Regions from separate parts of the Mus musculus genome. Here region 1 is linked to region 2. A link is a contact called in public Hi-C data. All regions are on one chromosome and are shown on one strand. The core of a region is the stretch at or near the end of the contact, and the rest is flanking DNA. Distances in the headings are between cores, read along the strand shown.

What was found. A called contact is a pair of places that touch in the nucleus more often than the background predicts.
Region 1: a contact with region 2 is called in a Hi-C map of bone marrow-derived macrophages, with 71 read pairs. The contact joins the enhancer-like site here to the promoter of 4930552P12Rik in region 2. A contact is called at or near these places in 1 of 15 datasets of contacts at CTCF or cohesin (the NIH/3T3 cell line), 9 of 484 Hi-C or Micro-C datasets (ECoMG-derived neutrophils, bone marrow-derived macrophages, conventional dendritic cells and 4 more), 7 of 115 datasets of contacts at active chromatin or transcription factors (bone marrow-derived macrophages, double positive thymocytes, embryonic fibroblasts and 3 more) and 3 of 9 other capture datasets (adipose tissue, bone marrow-derived macrophages and liver).

The regions. Positions count from the first base shown.
Region 1 is chr19:55,657,907-55,664,386 of GRCm38.p6, reverse strand. The region is part of intron 2 of 4930552P12Rik (RIKEN cDNA 4930552P12 gene); the gene reads left to right. Among named protein-coding and RNA genes, the nearest start is that of Gm41871, 40 kb to the left of the region's middle. Within about 2 kb of position 4,041, at least 39 of the 459 cell types and tissues checked have an H3K27ac peak or open chromatin away from gene starts, as enhancers often do. A contact at or near this core is called in bone marrow-derived macrophages and peritoneal macrophages, where this site is marked.
Region 2 is chr19:55,700,683-55,707,340 of GRCm38.p6, reverse strand. It overlaps 4930552P12Rik (RIKEN cDNA 4930552P12 gene), which reads left to right and starts at 5,137. Exons shown (of 4, transcript NR_045318.1): 1 at 5,137-5,213. It overlaps Gm41871 (a long non-coding RNA gene), which reads right to left and starts at 6,198. Exons shown (of 3, transcript XR_877940.2): 1 at 6,129-6,198; 2 at 5,608-5,728; 3 at 4,714-5,456.

The DNA.
Region 1 (6,480 bases), core at 2,792-5,291, 42 kb after region 2:
TGAAATATGATTCCAACAAGCATTGCAAATATCAGAGAGGAAGAGGTCACTGATACGGTGTCCTTCCTGGGTCCTGGGGATTGAACTCAGGTAGATGGGCTTTAACTTCAAGTGCCTTCACTCACTGAGCCGTCTCTCTGGCCCAAGGAACACGGCATTTTATAACACTAAGATGTCTACTTGCCCCTTGCTCTGATGATGTCCACATACACAGCCTCATTTAGAAGGAAAAAGAGGGCATTTGTATTCAGGGCAGAGGCTCTCTCCTCGAATCCTGACTCTCAGGATTGAGGATTGCGAGATGGGAGGAGCTTCTAGCCCATCTGGGATTGATGTTGGAGGGGGAGAGCTGGTGGAAGGGAAGGCAGCTCATTTGCATTTTATATGAAAAGTGCCTACAGGTGGTTTGTGCATGGACACAAACTCCAAAACAAATTTGAGAAAGGCGTGGGAAGTGCTTGCAGACTCCTCTGAGAAGATCCATAGCCACAGCATGCTAGGCATGAGTGTGATCTGTCTCTGTGACAGTCGGGTGCATTGGTTGCTCTGCTTGTCCCTATGACCAAATATTTCCCTCCTAAGATGGGAAGGGTTTATTTTGACCCACAGCTGGAGAGAGCTACAGCCCATCAAGGTGAGAAGACTGGCCTTGATTGACATGGGCAGTGGGAGCTGACAGCAAAGCTTGTTTACATCTTGGTAGCCAACCAGGAAGCAGAAAGCCCAGGGAAGAATCAGAGGTGGTGATAACACCACCGCCCCTCTCTCTGGCCCTAGAACTGATGGCTAAGCCCCATGTCCAAAAGTTTCCGCAGCTGCCCAAAACACTCATTAGTAGCTGAACACATGTGCTAAGGGTGGACATTCCACATTGAAGCTGCACCACCAAGCTTCACAGATGCTTCTCTGAGGTCTTTTACCCTTCCAGAATGAGTTGAAGATGGATGTTAAAGATAGGCCATTGCCACGAGCATGGATTTCCATACGATCCTTCAACCTCCTATGGTGGGATGTATAGATGATATAGAGATAGAGATGGGGGTGGAGATGGGGTTTGGGATGATAGAGACAGAGATGGAGATAGAGATGGAGTTGGGGATGGAGATGGGGATGGGAGTAGGGGTGGAATGGGGATGGTAGTGGGAGGGGAGGTGGGGATGGGGATGGGGATGGGGACAGAGATAGAGAAGAAGGCACAAAAGAGAATGAGAGAGACCTCATGTGGGCCAGAGAACCAGGGCTGCTCAGCCACTTGTTGATACTCTGTCAGTGAGAGTTCTTTCTCTCTGCAGGCTGCCCCTTTTTGTGGCAATTGCTGGCTTCATTGGCATGAAGGGCAAGCTCCACTTTCAGTGGCCCAGGGCTGTTGGCATGATCCCGTCCATTGCACCAAGAGCAGGCTGCAGAAAGACTCTAGGTTTGGACATCTCCAGGTGTTTACTTGTTTTTTTTTTTTTTTTCCTTAGTTCTTGTTTTTTAATTGGTTTCAGATGTGAGTACCCAATAGAGGCCCTGAATAAATAAAACAGATCATAAAATATGGCCAAGCAAAATGGGCAGGAGCAATCCCAGGGTGCATGGAAATGTACTTCCAGAAAGGCTCATAAATAATGAGGTGGAAACAGTAGTCTATTTTCTCTTTAATGGAAAGCCAATTAGGAACTCTCGCTGGACTGGCGGGAAGGAGCCAGGTTTCTTTGTTCTGTCGTGAGCAGGTGGGGGAAGGGAAAGCCACTGGCTTGCCAGAACAGGGCAGTGAAAACACACTGCGCACTGGGCCCCCACAGAGAACCATGGAATAGAACATGACTTCCTAGCTCATGGCCCACCACACTGGTTCCTCCCTAGTTGGGGCAGGACTGTCTTCCAGGCCAAGCTGGGCTGGAACAAGGCACTAGCAGAACTCAGAGAATCTGCCCCCTGCCCCAGCCTTAGGAGGCCCTGAGGGGAGCCCCAGGTGGTGTGACTTCTCATTTGCTATCACTGAGCAAAAGCCAGTCAGGATCCAGTGAGCCTTCTCCTGCCCATGGCTCCTGTTTACTCTCCCTGTCTGCTGGTGTCTCCTCACCCCAGACTGTGTTCCCCAACCAGGCTGGAGCCTTCATGGCTTCTCCCTTGTAGAACACTGTAGACCAAGGCAGAGCAGCCCAAGTGCCCCCCATACTACAAAGGAAGTGTTTATTTGCAGAGTCCTTTAGCTGCTGGTGACAGCCTCAGAAACCAGTTCTCTTAAATCTCAATGACCTCCTTTGGCTAGAGCCTACCCAGTGACTATAGATGAAGGTTGTGGTGGCACCACACAAATGTGTTGGGAGCAGAGGCCTGAGTGAGGTACTTGACTCCAGCTCTTGATAGCTATGTGGCCATGCTCAATGCTTCTTTTCCTTTCTTCTCTTTTCTTTCCTTTTCTTTTTTTCTCTTTTCTCTCTTCTCTTCTCTTCTCTTCTCTTCTCTTCTCTTCTCTTCTCTTCTCTTCTTCTCTTTCTTTCTCATTCTGCCCCAATCTCTGTCTCTGTTTCTAACTCTCTGCGTCTATCTCTCTGTGTCTGTCTCTCTGTCAGAGGGCAAACTGCATTTCTTTCTCTTCTTCCAACATATGGGTTCTCTGAACTCAGGTCATGAGGCTCTTCATGTGCTAAAGCCTTTCAAGTTTAACTGCTCTCAAATTGCAAGTATCTAGGGTGAACTTAGTTCCTACTTGACGGGTATCAATAAATATCAATGGTACCTCCAGTAGTTAATGTGACAGGAAGACACTGTGGCTACCAGACCTTTGGATGAGCCCCTGTGGGTTCTCATGAAGTCCACCAAGGACTTGAACATGTCACTGCTTAGTTTCTGTCAGGATGTCAGCTTGGAGCATGGTGGGAACGATGCTATTTGAAGTCATGGCTCAGGGTGATTCTGGTGTGATGCTACCAGAGGAATAGCCATCAGGTTCAGCCTTGGCAGCTCTAGGCTGGTGTTGCTCAGGGTGGAGAAGGAGGAGGCCTGGAGTTGGGGACATCTGCTGTGACTTTCTGGCTGGGAGTTGAGGGTTATCAGTGGTTGCCAGGGGAAACACAGACATGGGGTCGTGGGGAGACGTTTTTTGCATATATCCTCAATCAGACTTGGTTGTGTTTTCACAGAGAGAGAAAATCTGCGGAAGGTAAGGTCTCAGGATGTTCACCACCTGTGGGACATGGTCACGTTCCATCACTTCTTCAGGTCACTTGCTCATCAGGACAAGGGGAAAGGAGTGAGCTAAGCCTAACACCACTCCACCCATGTGCTTTGTCCCAGTTTCTCCATGATTCCGGTGCAGGACCTGGGGCTCACAAAAGTCATGGAGCAGTGCCTGCCGTGGGAGTCTGCATTCTGTTCGGGTGGAATAGAAACCTACTGTTAAAGACCCACGACAACCAATCAAGTCCCGTGCAAGGACACGGCTGAGATCAGTGTGGGGCTTGGAGTTAGCAGGCAAGTGTGGGGATCTCCTGGCCATGTGGATGAGTTTAACTTGTTACTCTCCAGGTTAGGGATGCATCTAAGTTAATAGAATACCTGCCTAGCAGGCACCAAGTTCTGGGGTTTGACCCCTAGCAGTATATAAAATCAGAAGGTTGATAAATTAAACGTCATTCTTGGATACATAGTGCGTTCGAGTCCAGATGGGCTACATGAGACTTTTCTTTTTAAATTACCCTCTTGGCAAGAGAAAGTTCCTGGCTCAACCTGGTTTGTCTGGCCAGACCCTGCCTGTGATAAGCTTGGTGCTTTGGGGGAGAAGTCATTCCAAGGAGAAGTCTGTGCTGGTAGGCCTGTAAGCGGAGTAGATGTCCATTGGTCAAACCAGTTGGAAGCTTGAGGGCACAACTGGATTCTGACAAGTGACCTAGCAGTCTGTGTGGTAGCTGGCAATGTCCACAAAGCACCCTTCACCTCCAGGGGCCTTGACTTCTCTGTCCGGACCTGTGGCTTCCTCTTTGTTACCCCGTGATGCTGGCATCGCCCGGGAAGGGTTACTGCCCTGTCCGAGAGGAGATCACTCTGTCCAGGGTAAAGAAAGGGAAGTGAAAGCAACTGAGGGGCAAAACAGAGCGAGCCAGCACCACGGAGAAGCGCGGCAGCTCTGTGGTTTTCTCAACGTGGGAAAATGACAGCTCTCTCGGAAGGTTTGTGGGGGAAGAGGTCAGAGTTCAAATATAAAGAAGAATTAAAGATGGAGGAACCATGAGATATCTTCAAAAGCTGCCAACGGGGCTAAAGTTCAGTGGGAGACTGCTTACACAACACACAGGGTTCTGGAGCCAACCCCCCCCCCCCGCACCCCCACCCCACGGTGCTGAAGTTTATTTATATGTTTATTTTAATATTTTTTTTTAATTTTGTGAGAAAGAATCTCATTGTATACCCCTGAGTGGTTGGAGCTCACTCTGTAGACCAGGCTAGCCTCAAACTCACAGAGATCTTCCTGCCACTGGCTCCAGAGTGCTGGGATTAAAGGATTGGATCACTCTCTGGAAGTCACTGCTGAGCTGCCATGAGAGAGAGAGAGAGAGAGAGAGAGAGAGAGAGAGAGAGACTGACTTTGTGATTCAAATGTATCAGAGATAACAAAACATTTAATCAATGAAAGGCTAAGCTGAGAGTTGTAGAAGTAGAGCCACATAGAAGGGGATGTCCAGCCAGTGACCCATGCTTGGGAAGCTAAGTTAGAGCTCCAAGGCTGCTGAGACAAAAGAGAAAGATGAGGTATAGCTAATATGAATTTCGTTGTCTCATAAGACAAAGAGACTCTGTAAGCCATAAAACACAGATCTCTCCCAACTGAAAATTAGGAGTTGTTTGGGCATCAGACAGCCCATGGAAAGAGTCCATGCTAGTCTCACTGCGCATCAGAAGAGCGGTGTGAGTTCTATGGCCGCCATTATGTGGGTTCTGTAGGGTGAAGAGGTTCCCCTCAAGTGCCTGCCTTGGGCTTGGAAAGGTCCTCAGAGGTTGTCAGGGCCCCCCTCTCCTTTGTGTTGTCTATGACACTGTGTTAGTTCTGAAACCCTCCCTGTTTCTTACTTCTGGAATGGCTTGCAGAAGGCTTGGGTCATTACATGGCACTCAGGGAGCAGGCATGGTAGAGAAGGGGGTGAAGGGCATGGCTTCTCACTCAGGCTTCCTTAGCCAGTGACATTGACAGCAGTCTTTCCTCTGTGGCTCCTGCTTTTCTGGATAGGGCCTTGGAGGTGCAGGTTAGCCAGGGTCTCTGTGTCTCCCTGGAGACTGTCATTTTCTTCTGTCCCTCTGTCCTAGGGTCCTGTCATTAGGCTGTCTCTGCTTTTTTTTAGCCCTTTGATTACTTGAAGAAACAATTCCTGCATTGGGGACCCTCAGTTTTCAGTCCCTGGGTACCTTCTGTCTCTTGGGTACATGTTACCTGATGCACCTGTAATTGCTGTGCACTCTTGACCCTCACCACCCCAGGAGTGCCTGCCCCCCACTCCCAGTCAGAACCTGCATTCTGAGTACTCAATGTGGCCCTGCTGCATGGGACCCAGATCAAAGAGCAAACTAGGAAGGGCTTTCCAAGTCCAGGCAAAGCCACACTCAAAGGTTTGTCATTTGTCACGTGTGTGGTAGAGTCAGAGACGAATGAAGATGTTGCCTCATTGGAGAGAGTCTGTTTTATCCATGATATGTAGTCCTAGTACTTACCCCAGCTAGCGTCTTGAGGAAGTGAGGGGTGCGAATGTGCGCATGTACACACCCAGGCCTTCAAGGAACCTCCTGGCACAGCTCCTCTGAAATCTCTGGGAGTTTTTGATTCAGCCACAGTCTCTCCTGAGGGTGTTCCATTAGAATCCCTGAATAAACAATAGACAATTTTACCTGCTTGTAGTTTCTGTTTGCAAACCCAGTCTGTTGAAAGGAGAGGGTAAAGGAAGCTTGCCCAGGCGCTGGGAGGAGCAGCCAGTGCTCAGGGGCCTAGAAGGACTAATCCGACTCACCAGAGTACAAGAGGATTCCCAGGGTGTGTGGGATTTGTTTGTTTGTTTTGGTATTTCGTTGGAAAGTTTCAAGAAGAACATACTTGGGTTTTGAAGGACACAAAAGCAGAGCTGACTCCATGGCCTTATAAGCTGAGCTGTGAGCATAGCGGTGTTCCCAGAGGGGACCTCTTCATGTTAACATTTTTAACTATGGGGGCCAGAAACATGGGCCAGCAAGTAAAAGCTCAGGTGGCAATGTTAACCTGAGGATCTAAATGCAAGCCTGAGATCCTGAGGTGGGAGGCCAGAACCAGTCCTGAAGCTTGTCCTCTGACCTTGGGTCGCATGGCACAATTGTGAGAGCACACACATACATACACCTTCCAGCCTTTCCAGAGCATTAGAGTTTGGTTCCCAGCATCCAAGTCACGTGTCACAAAATTATTCAGAATAATAATATTCGGAATCACTGAGCACAAGGCCCTATACCAATGGTGTACTCATTAGTGTTACA
Region 2 (6,658 bases), core at 3,888-6,387:
GTTTCCCCAAAGCCTCAGAGCTATGCCGAGGACCTAGGTTAGGTCTACTGTACACCCACATCTAACTCCATCAATCCCCGGGGGAGGCGGAACTTGGGACCACATCAGTTGTGCACGTAGACAGGCCTTGACGCACAGTGCCACCTCTCTAGTTGGATCTCACTGGACTATTCTGTCACTGTCATTCGGCGTAAGAGCAAAACCCCTAAAGTATCCCGGAATCTCCATAAAGTAGAGTTTTGTAACAAGTCATTGAGGATTGAAGGATGAACCCACCCAGAGGACTCAGGGTTTAGCAGAGTCTGAAGTCACCAAGGACAGTTGGCAGTGGCTGCCTGCCAGCTGGTCCTCTGAGTCTCTCGAAGTACTGTACAGGCATTTTTCTCCCAGCCCTGGAGTGTGTTGCAGTGTGTGGGGACCTAACTAACTCCCGACACTTTCTTCCTGGAAGAAAGTGGAGATGGCTACTGCACCCATCTCTCAGTTTTCTACTTGGGAGAACTCCATTGTGCCGCTAATTAGTCTGGAAGCTCTATTTCCGTTCAGTTTGTTTGCTTTTGTTTTGTTTGAACACTGTGGTACCTTAGAGCACAGGTTTCTAAGGAGCCAGCTCTGAAATCTAGTTTCCCTGCTTGTTTTGGGCTTTGGGGCTATTGTGTTATTGACCTCTCTATGCCTCAGTTTCCTTAGCTGTGCCGAGGGCCTGTTTATACCTCCTGCCTCCCAGTCCTCTTGAGAACCCAGCAAGCATGTATCGGTGGGCTGCCCTCAGGGATGCCCAGAGGTGCTGTGTCCTGTGTGGATGTGTAGTCACCGTCTGGCCTGTGCTCTCTCTGTGACTGCTCCAGTGAGCCACGGAGAAGCAATGAGTTGACCGCATTCCGTACCCTGCAGGGGTTTAACATTCACTGGGGAAGACAGACTATTAAATCATTAGAGAAAGCAATATGCATATTTCCCTTCAATGCTGCTGTGGAGTGGGCAGTTCTTAACCTGCATGCTGTGGCCTTAGAGGGCCACGGGAGAAGAGTTAAAACAGAGGGTGGCAATGGGTGTTGGGAGACGATGGCAGGGACTATTTGTTGGTGAGGAGTGACATTAAAGATATCAGTGGCCCAAGGAGAAACTCTCAGAGTCTCCCTCACCTTCTCATATATAGAGTGTGGGCTCACATGTACACCAGTGCACATGCGGAAATCAGAGGACAGCACTCAGAATCCACTCTGTTCTGTCACGTGGGTCCCATGGATCAAACTCAGGTCATTAGGCTTGACGGCCAAGACCTTGAACCATCAAGAAATCTTGTTGACCCTTAGACCAGACCTTTTCAAAGATCCTAGGCAGTTATGATGATGCACACCTTTAATCTCAGCACTCAGGAAACAGAGGCAGGCATATCTCTTCAGTTTGAGGCCAGCATGGTCTATAGAGTGAGTTCCAGAACAGCCAGAGATACACAGAGAAACCCTATCTTGAAAAACAAAACAAAACAAACAAAACAAAAAAATGTGTGCACCTGTATACACACACACACACACACACACACACACACACACACACACACACACACACACACACACACATCCCCAGTGGTAGAGAGGAGAGAAGATGGACCCCTGAGGCTCTGCCTATGGACAAAGCTGTAACATTTTACACAAGAAACAAGAAACAAGGACGGAACCAAGCTATCATACTGTTTGGAGTCTAGTCATTCCATGGCTGCGTGGTGTGGCTTCTCTTTGTCAGGTGTGCAGTCTAGCCCACTCACTAAATGTCATTGAGTTGGAGACTCCTATGCTTTCCAGATGTTTTGCAATGATTGAAACAGGCCAGTGTAGACCATAGTGGGTTTTCTTGTCTATATATTCTGCTGAGCCCTATAACAGCCTGGTGAGTCAGACATGGGGAGTTTATTACTACAGATCCATATAGCAGACAGAAGATCAACCTCCAAGCAGGGCATGGTGGTGCACACTTGTCTCTTAATTTTTTAATAATGTACATTTTTTTTTAAAAAGAACTTTACTGGGCATTTCAATCATATCCACTCCAAACTTCGTATCACAGTCCTCTTCCTCTTCCTCTCCCCCCTCCACTTTTTCGCCTTCTACACCCCACCAAGCCCAGCTTGTGCTGCCCATAGAGTTGTAGGTGTGAGGCATCAACTGGTGCATGGTTGGCCACTTAGGGCCACACTCTTAAAGAAAAGCGACTCTTTCTCCCCCCAGAAGCCATTATCTGTCAATAGTCCCTCAACTAGTGGTGTCCAAACCCCTCTCTCCTCCACGCTGGAACGTTGTCTCACTTGATATTGGGCGGGTCTCATACAGGCAGCCACAGCTTGGGTGTGTGACACCAATGGTCCTGTCATGTCCAGAAGACACAGTTGCTTCCCCTGACCTCTGGCTCCAGCCCTTTATTTCTTCAATGGTCTCTGAGTCTTGTGGGGTGGGGCAGGGTTGTTTGTCTGAGGTCACATTTGTACAAGGTCCTGGTAAGGATGGGAGAAGCCCAAGTAGGGTTTAAACTCTTCCTTCCTATGCCACCAGAGACCCCTCTCCCAGATCTTGCAAGTGTGATGTGTAATCTGGTGACAAAGAGTGGGGGTCAGCACTGGGCCCCAGGCTTCCTGATGATTGGATTTGGTGGATGAAGCTCAGTCTTTGCTTCAGGAAAGATAGCGGCCGCAGGGGATACGGTGACCTCATGCTCACAGGTGTGACTTAGCTGCCCAAGGTACCTCCATTTGGGCCACATTCATTTTTTTTTTTTTAAATCCAGTCTCTTTATTTGAAAGCCTAAATCCAGAAGCTAGAACAATGAATCAGCAGAAGTAGCAAGTCCACAAAAGCCACACGGGAGGGAAAGGAACTAAGGACACAGACCTTCCCCAGGCCACCCAAGCCTCTTTTGAAGTGTACAGAATAACAAAATATCCAAAACAAAACAAAACACATGCACAAAACCCAACAGAAGCCAGAGTCTGTGTTTCTCGGGGCTCCTTAGCCAATGGTGTCGCTGAGAGGTTTAAATGGCACTATTTGTTTAAGAGCTAAGCTGGTGCTCTTCTGTGTCTTTCACCGGGAACAAAGCACAGCCCTGGCCTAGGCCACGGGGACAGCCATTAGCGGGAGAAGGAGGGAAGGCGTGTGGGCCAACCTTTCAGTGTGCAAAGGGTCTTGCTTTGTTTCCTCCTTCTCTCAAAGTAATTTCTTCTTGGCAAAGCTGCAGGGTTGAGATATGACTAGATTATATCCAAATTAGAGAGAGAGAGAGAGAGAGAGAGAGAGAGAGAGAGAGAGAGAGAGAGAGGTGAAATCTGCGGGAAGCAATGAACAATGAACAGATGTGCCGTGGCCCTTTGACCTCCTCACCCTGATGACTCCTCTGTCACTGTCCTCACCCGTTCTCACCTGTGATTGCAGATTGGTACTCTGAGCTCAGGCTGAGGTACTTTGAGGTACTTCCAGGTGGAAGGACTCTCAGAATGAGCCAGGCAACACCACCCTTGTGTTGTTTGAATGAACAGGTGACAGGCCCACAGAGCTCCCCTAGGGACCCTATAAAGCTCTCACCCCGAGTTGATAGAAACGTCCACATGGACACAGAGCTGACCCTCCCACCAGCTTTTAGTCCCAGGTTGGCTGCTTCCAAATAGTGGACTAACACAAGTCCCATGAGTAATGTGAGTTTCAGCTTCCTCAATGTGAACTAATAGGAAACTCTCTACCTTCTGGGTTGAGTGTGGGATGGGGTGGGGTTCCCAGAAGTCAGACTATGGTAGTAGTGGGATTCACAAGCTTTTTGATCACAGTATCCCTGCCACTTGTAAAAATTATGGAGCATACCAAAGATGCCAGAAAATTCTATAAAGTGTGTCTCATTGACTACCAGATATCATAGATCCTATGAAAAAGTCCATTTATATTTAAGGTACAAGTGGAGTCTTTGCATACCATGAGTAAAGTCATGGGTTCAATCCATAGGTGTGTGTGTGTGTGTGTGTGTGTGTGTGTGTGTGTGTGTGTATGGTAGAGAGAGAGAGAGAGAACATTTCTCAATATGAAGTATTGAGAAAAGGGTTAACTCCATAGGCCCCTGGCCATTGGAAACCCAGCATCAGTGCATTCAAAACCATTACATAATTCCCTGTCCGTCCATGCTACCAAAAGCAGTGTATAGTGTCCAGAGAGTCGGCTTTCTTTTTTAAGAAATATTTTAAAAAATTTTATGTACATGTACACTGTGTGTGCACATCTTCATTTGTGTGTACACCCGTGAAGATGCTCTCAGAGGTCGGCACAGGATGTCAGATCTTCTGAAACTTTATACGCAGTTGTGGACCATTCATTGTGGGTGCCAGGAACTGAAACTAGATTGGTACTTCTGACTGTGTCATGGGACTGGTGTTTGGACTTTGCGATCTTGAAGTTGATGGATAAATGCCAGGAAGAGAGGATCTGAGGCAGGAATGCCACCAGAGAGGGCAAGTGGAGGTACCAGTGATCAGGACTGGCCAGACTCCCGTTCACGTTCCTATAGCTGCTTTGCACATTGAATCCTGCTGTTGGAAAGCACATGGGGCCACGTGCAGGAGGGAGGGAAGATAGGTGGCCGGCCACCAGGAGTGGAGGGCTTCTGGGATACTCCAGCGACCTGGACCCAAGAACAAAGACTTTTATCCCCAATTCTTTGTGAGACAACTTTGAAAGGACACCTTTGATTCCAGAGTGGCTGTGTGGGTTGAGTGAACTCTTGCCTCCTTAACAAGAAGGCAAAAAACTGGGTGAAGGAAAGGACACTATTAGCCAGCATGAGTTAACGGGAAGGGTTCTGTCTATTTGCCAAATGTAACCACTTTCTTTGTCTTTGGGAAGTTTTACTGAGTCGGTACACTTAGTGCTGCTTCCAAGAAGGCTTTGAGTTTCTCTTAGTCTTTCCTGATGCTTTGTCCCCTGTATAACCTCGTTGACTGAAGTCTGGGGAAGACAAAAGCTGCTGCACACCTCATTGACTGAAGTCTGGGGAAGACAAACGCTGCTGCACACTTTATTGACTGAAGTCTGGGGAAGACAAAAGCTGCTGCACACCTCATTGTCTAAAGTCTGGGGAAGAGAAAAGCTGTTGCACAGCCTTATTGACTTCGGTCCAGGGAAGAGACCTGGCTCACTGCCTTCTTTCCTCATCCATAGGCTGGCTCCAAGACCTATGTGGTGAGTCAAGGCCATGGGTCTGCCTTTGGGCTTCTTTTGCTTCCACCTGTTCCTCTGGTTTCTTCTTCCTGAACCTCAGGTTGACATCTGTCAGAAAATTTGGTAGCCACCAAAGTCAGGGCCCACCTAGTCTGTCTTAACAACAGCGAACAACTCCATCCTCCTCAGCTGCGGTGTTGTCAACAGCAAAGGGAAGGCTGGACCTGAAGTCTCTGGACGTTAGACGCTGGGTGGAGACGGGAGCTGTGAGCATCGGAGGACATCAGTAAGCAAGCAGCATCCTTCCAAAGACCAAGGGCGAGGGCAGGATGAGATGCTCAAACTAGCACCTCATCTACACGCGGCTGTATCTTTACTGATCTAAGAGGACCGCAACGTCATGAGCAATACTTACTTATTTTAGGCTTTGCAGGCCTTGGGATCGCCACTGAGCAATTCCACTACTGTAGTAGGGAAGGCAGTGCGGACAGTAAGTCAGTCATTCCATGGGGAATGTGCTCCAGTCAAACTCGGGGCTGTATTTCAAAAACGGGGGTCAGAAGAACGTGGCGCACAGGCAGGCATCACGTGCCACCCCACCCCCACAACAAGCACTGTCAGGCAACAGCTCTGTGAAGGCAGTTTGCCTCAGGTCAATAATGAAGTAAACTGCCCAGGGCTGGGAAAGCAACTTGGGCGAGGTTACAAATCAGAATGGAGACCCCAAGTGGACTGAGTTCTAAAACGAATGTTGCAGGTCCTAATTTGTCTCCGTGACTTGATTTGCCATGAATCTGAGAACACACTTAGTTCCGGAACACTTAGCAGAGGGATCTTTGACACCCAGGATGAGATTTGAGGGTCCCACCCTCTTCCTGGGACACCCCAGAGAAGCCAGATGTCATCGGCTGTTGCCACCTACACTCCAGATCTTACCAAGAGGGAGGTGGTCACAGCTCCCACGCTGCCAGGATGACTGGGCAAGAAGCAGGGTTTGGCCAACAGCTTCCTGGCGCCCAGTTAAACTTTTGACTTTCCAAATTAGAGAAGTTGAAAGTTCTTCTGGGTACTTTTTTTTTTTAAGGGAAACATGTTGTATTGTTAATTATTTACCAGAAATGGCTCTCCTCTCTCCTGTCCTAACCAGAGTTATGTTCCCTTCAGTTTTCCGCCTCCCAGTCGTTTAACACTGAATGCAGAACTAACTGTTAGGGGTTTCTCCTCTCAGACTAAGGAAGGGTGCACTTGCCGAAGGACAGGGCTGGTGGAAAGGGCTATGTCCTCTCTCCAGAGTTGCTTTCTCTCAGCTGCCTTGAGTCTGATCTGTGGTTTAGCCACCCAGTTCCTCCCGCTGAGTTCCTCTCTTATCTGAGGTATTTTATGGACTCTCTCCACAGAAGCTGCTTGCGTGGGGGTGGGGAGGGCTCCCGATCCCATTGTCACCGAGGTTAAACATTAAAATGATC